Linked DNA regions of Triticum aestivum: region 1 is linked to region 2. The links are chromatin contacts, called in public Hi-C maps. All regions are on one chromosome and are shown on one strand. Each heading gives the region's core, a stretch centred on a gene start, on an enhancer-like site or on the middle of the called end of the contact. The rest is flanking DNA. Distances are from core to core; before and after follow the strand shown. Region 1 holds the start of LOC123145589 (pterin-4-alpha-carbinolamine dehydratase 2, mitochondrial). Region 2 holds the start of LOC123145586 (probable RNA-binding protein ARP1).

Region 1 (2,700 bases), core at 90-2,589, 430 kb after region 2:
CATGGATATATGAGGGGAAATATATCTTCTGAAAGCTTGGAGTCGTCCGTTGATAACATAACAGTTTAGGAGGTGCCAGGTTTGGTGAGGGCTGGGTAGCTATGCTGTCTATTATGTGGAGTCCAGTTAACAACACAAACAATTAATATCACTGTGAAGAAGTGAAGATACTGGCATACTGAACATATATAATAGTTAGCAGCATTTACTTGTTGCGGCCTGTATGTGCCAAATGATATTGTTAAATATTACAGTGGGGATTTAGGACTGTAGGACAGGAAGTGAATAACTCCTCTTTGATAATACTCCATCCGTATCAAAATATAAGACGTTTTTTGATACTTCCTTTGTATCAAAAAGCGTCTTGTGTTTTGATAGATAGGGAGTAGTAAGCAGTGCATCGACTTGCTGTGGTCCGTATGTGCCAATGATATTGTTAAATTCCAATGCGGTGAGAACAGGGGACATTTAAAAAACTGAATTCTGAACAACGAGACAACGTGAATCCGAAGAACAGAGCAAAAGAAAGGAGACCCTTCTTCCTCCGCAACAGCAGCAACAAGCTGAAAGAACTCAAGCCCTTTCGCAAAGCTCTTCACCTTCCATGCCCTGTGCAACTTCAGAATGTCACCCTCATTTTTCACCTCCCAGCCAGTCACCTGTTTTCAAGGGAGGTCAGTCAACATAACCGGTCTTAATCAAGTTTTTTTTTTTACTATAGCAAAGCATGGGAAGAAAAGAAAACCTGCTCTAGCAACGTTTTAGCAGAATCTTCTGACATGGCCTGTAAATCCTTTGAATTGCATGAGACACAGCTCCTTTTTGATAATTCTGCAAAGAAAAAAAACGCATGCTTTTTTTACAGGACTGCATGGTGATCAGTGGCCTCAAGCTCAGAAGCACGCATCAGGGGATGGCCTAGTGATGATACGACAACAGAGAGACACGGATTCGTAAGCAGGAACGGAGAAAAACGAACGGGGGTGCAGTTCAGGAGCCAGCCAGGAGGCCTAGATCGAGAGAGATTTAGAAAACGAACGGGGCTGCGGCGGCGGCGCGCGCTCACCGACTTCAGCCGCGGCCTCGTCCCCCGTCGCCTGCGAGGCGGAGCGGCCAGTGGGGGCGGACGCGCTGGGTGCCGCCTGGTCGCGGAGTAGGGTACGCCCCTCCATCCCTAAGCTTCGGCCTTCGGGGAGACAGCGGCGCAGTGCCGTGGGGAGTCCAGGTGAAGCTTCTATGTTCAGACTCTTTTTTTGTTTGAGACACGTGTTCAGAGATGAGGGAACGGATGCGTCTACTAGGCACGGAAACGGGGAGAGGTGAAGTACTCTTTCATGCATGTTTTACGGAAACACATTCCACAGGGCCAGACACCTCTTCCCTCCCGTCCCGACTCTCCCTTCGCCCCGCACAGTTCTGGCCCTAAACCAACCCCTGAACCCTCCCAATTCCCAAATCTAGTCGCCGAGGGAAGCTCGCCGCATCCCTCCCCGGAGACCCCAATGGAGGAAGGCAACGGGGCGCAGCCGCCGCCCTTGCCTCCGCCCGACGCGCCCGAAGCCGAGGGGCATCTAGCTCTCGTCCCCATGGACCAGGACGCCGCCGCGGAGCCCATGGAGGACGGCGCGGCCGGGGGAGACGCCGCGGAGCCCATGGAGGAGGACGCGCCCACGTCCTCCCCGACCCCGTCCGCCCCCTCCGCCACCGCGGCCGTCGACGACTCCACCGTCGCGCGGAAGCGCCGCCGCCGCAAGAAGCAGTTCCCCGGCATGATCCCCACGGCCGGCGTCCGCGTCCTCCGCGCATCCTCCTCGTCGGGGGCCACCGCGGCGCACCTCGCCGGCATCCCGCGCCGCCGCGGCCGCCCGCCGACCAACTCCTCCCTCCGCCTGGCGCGGGAGCTGGATTCCGAGGCCACCATCGCGCTCGCCGCGGGGTTCCCCGCGGATACCCTCTCCGAGGACGAGGTCGCCGCCGCCGTCATCCCGCTCATAGGTGGCGCCGACCAGGCCAACTACCTCGTCGTGCGCAACCATATTCTCGCGCTGTGGCGCTCTAATCCCCTCTCCCCCGTCGCGGCCAACGCCGCGCTCGCATCCATCCGCGCCGAGCATGCGCCCCTCGTCGCCGCCGCACACTCCTTCCTATCGGACCATGCCTACATCAATTTCGGCCTCGCCCCCTCCATTGTCTCCCTACCACCAATCCCCCCTCCCTCCCATCCTCCCCCTTCTGTCCTCATCGTGGGTGCTGGCTTTGCTGGCCTCGCCGCCGCACGCCACCTTATGTCCCTTGGCTTCAAGGTTGCCATCGTCGAAGGCCGACTCCGCCCAGGTGGCCGTGTGTTTACTAAGACAATGCGGTCCTCTGCAGCAGACTATCCTGACATTGCTGCTTCTGCTGATCTGGGAGGCAGTGTGCTCACTGGTATTAATGGGAACCCCCTTGGTGTCATAGCACGGCAGCTTGGGTTCCCACTTCACAAGGTGCGGGACAAGTGCCCGCTGTATCTTCCGGATGGCCGCCCAGTTGACCCTGACATGGATGGTCGTGTTGAAGCTGCCTTTAACCAGCTTCTTGACAAGGTTTGCCAGCTGAGGCAGGTTATCGCAGATAGTGTCCCACACGGTGTGGATGTGTCACTTGGCATGGCACTCGAGGCATTCCGGGCAGCGCATGGTGTTGCCGCTGAGCCAGAGG
Region 2 (2,700 bases), core at 200-2,699:
GTCCTGCTTCGCCTCGGCTGGCGCCCCAGTCTTTTAAAGCTTTCAGCAGCTGTAGCCGGGCCCCGCCCATCCGCCCATTAACGCAATGTTAATGGATCATCTTATCCTAACGTGCTGGCTAACACGCAAGGAGAAGAAGGAGAAGGAAAGACGCGAGCCCTAATCAAGCTTATCCTGCTAATTACGTACGGCCGATCCCCGCTGATCATGTCGCGGTTATTACTGCCATGCACATGCGGGGGAGAAGAAAAAGGAAGGCATTTATTCGGTGTTTTTTTTTCACTGTTGCTCACCTCTCTGCGGCGACGGCCGCGGCGGGCCCATAGACGCAATGTTGCAGTTGGCGCGCCGGCCGGCGATCATCGGGTTCGGGTTCTGCACCGCCTGCTGCGCCGACTCCGGGTCCCGGAACGTCACCTGCACACACAGAGAAGAGAAGATGGGAACCCGCCCGATGAGGACAACGGACGGATCGCCGGCGATGGCGTATGTATCGGCGAGAGGGAGGGAGAGGGGGGAGGGAGGAGGACGTACGAATCCGTAGCCCTTGGATCGGCCCGTCTCGCGATCGGTGATGACGACCGCCTCGAGTATCTCGCCGTACTCCCGAAAGTGGTCGTGCAGCCCCGCGGACGGCGTCTCCCAGGCCAGCCCGCCAACGAACACCTTGGTCAGCGTGGTGTCGCCGAACCGCGACCGGTGGTACGGCACGCCGCCGCCTCCTCCTCCTCCACCTCCACCCGGCGCCTGGGTCGGCGACGAGGCGCCGCCAGCCGGGGACGACGACGATGCCGCCGCCGTCGCCGCCATCTCTTCCAACTGTAGCTTGCTAGGACGCAACCCGCGAACGCGCAGCCGAGTCGACCCTCGTTCCTCCGCTTCTCCTCGCTGTTTGGGTCTTGGGGAGGACCCAAATATTGCTGGGATCAAACTATTACACGGATAGCTGAGCTAACCTGGACTCTGCAGGAGACTTTACCCGATTGGTCCGTCCGCGGTCAGCCTAGCACTGGTTTTGGCCGGGCCGGTTTGGTCCGATCCGGAAGGCTCTCTTGCACAAACACCTCCCGGCTATCTCTCTTAATCGCTCGATCCGGGTGGAAAGCTGCTCTTCCATAACCCAGCCGCTGCGCCTCGGAAGAGATGGGGGAGGGGAAGGATATCACAACTGGGAGGGGAGGGAAGGGGGCGGCCGTGCGCTGGACGAGAGGGTTCCGGGGTGGGATGACAGCTGCATGACCCTTTTCTAGCCCTCGTTTCCAATGGCTCCCTCCTGGTTGTATTCCATTGCGTTCAAATTCAATTCTTTTTCTCGATAGAGAGATAGAGGCGCTGGAGTCGTATCATCATCGTAGCGCCAGCCACCTTCCCCCACTTGGGCGATTCGCGCTGCCCCGACCTGTCCCTCTCGCGCCTCTCGGCCGATCGATCGATCCAGGCAACAACGGAGTAGTACTACGCCTACTGATTAGCGCGCCAAGCGGCGGCACGTCTGCTGCTACGGGCGCGCGCGTGTGGTGCGCGAGCTAGGTGCACCACCTCTTGGGTTGCGGTTGCTTGCGGGCTTGCTTCTCTCCTCCGGCTTGCCCGCGTCGGACACGCCACTTTTATTTTCGCCTCGTGCGGAAAGGCCCCACACGCTAGCGCCATCGGACGGTACTGCGGCGAGATTGGCCGGGGGGAGGAACCAACGCCGACCGTGCGTGCCTACTTAGCTGTACTACTAGCTACGCATTGGTTTGCTATAATGGGAGTCTAGCTGATTAAACACTAGTAATAAAAGCGCGGTGATGTATACGGAATATGTACTCGGGGTTACGTATACGCGTACGTGTACCGGTCGTCATTTGTTGGCTATATGTATATGATAATTAGTGGGAAGGGAATTTGTGTGGAAAGAGCAACCAGGAGCGAGCTGTCGTGGATATCACTAGGGGGGTTGTCCATGCATCGTTGGCGACTCTTCTGGCGTTGACCGTGGAGATGGTCGTTTCTCTCCGGCTGGCAGGGCGGGGAGGAAGGTACGTCGTTAGTTAGTCGTTATTATCCACGAGACGAGATTAGCAGCGAGCCATCGGGGCGATGTCAGTGGCGCTTCCGTCCGCTGCGCTAGCTGGTGCATTGCTGCCGTGGACGCCATTAAGAGATTATCAAGGGGCGTTCGCCTTGGCCTCTCGGCCAAACCTTGATCCACTGTGGCTGCTCTAAGACAAATGTGTAAAATTCCTACTTCTATACTACTCCCTTCGTCCCGTGATGTAAAGATGTTTTTACAAGCTTAGTCTTATATTATTGGATGGAGGAAGTAGTACTAGTTTGTATGTCGGTTTGTGAGGAAAATGTCCTAATAGGATCAGTGAAATCCCATTTGAGAGCTTATGCAAAGGTTTTTGGTTTGAATAAAAAAAAGTTCTTGGTTCGGTATATATATTCCAGCTGAGAGCTTATGAAATTCCACCTGCAATCTCTTCACACTTGTTCTATGCCACATCACTAAAAAATTCCTATGCAGCAATTATTACCACAACTATTGAAGATGCTCTAGACGGCCAAAGTACCTCCTCAGGGTCGTTCTACAAAAAAAAAAGTTGCACAGAAATATTGTAGTCAACGTTAGGTGTTGCACATTTCTGGACACTTCGCCGCATAATTTTGAAACAAGTATCTAGACAGCATATGAAAAATCCAGGCCCAAAAAGA

What was found. Hi-C and Micro-C count contacts between places; a contact is called where the count stands out from the background.
Region 1: a contact with region 2 is called in a Hi-C map of leaf, with 5 times the contacts expected there. The contact joins the promoter of LOC123145589 here to the promoter of LOC123145586 in region 2. A contact is called at or near these places in 4 of 5 Hi-C or Micro-C datasets (leaf and root) and 1 of 1 datasets of contacts at active chromatin or transcription factors (leaf).

The regions. Positions count from the first base shown.
Region 1 is chr6D:429,950,752-429,953,451 of IWGSC CS RefSeq v2.1, forward strand. It overlaps LOC123145589 (pterin-4-alpha-carbinolamine dehydratase 2, mitochondrial), which reads right to left and starts at 1,340. Exons shown (of 7, transcript XM_044565050.1): 1 at 1,040-1,340; 2 at 746-831; 3 at 535-659. The coding sequence starts at 1,340. LOC123145588 (lysine-specific histone demethylase 1 homolog 1) reads left to right here and starts at 1,353. Exons shown (of 1, transcript XM_044565048.1): 1 at 1,353-2,700. The coding sequence starts at 1,503.
Region 2 is chr6D:429,522,540-429,525,239 of IWGSC CS RefSeq v2.1, forward strand. LOC123145586 (probable RNA-binding protein ARP1) reads right to left here and starts at 1,450. Exons shown (of 8, transcript XM_044565047.1): 1 at 980-1,450; 2 at 535-888; 3 at 294-417. The coding sequence starts at 810.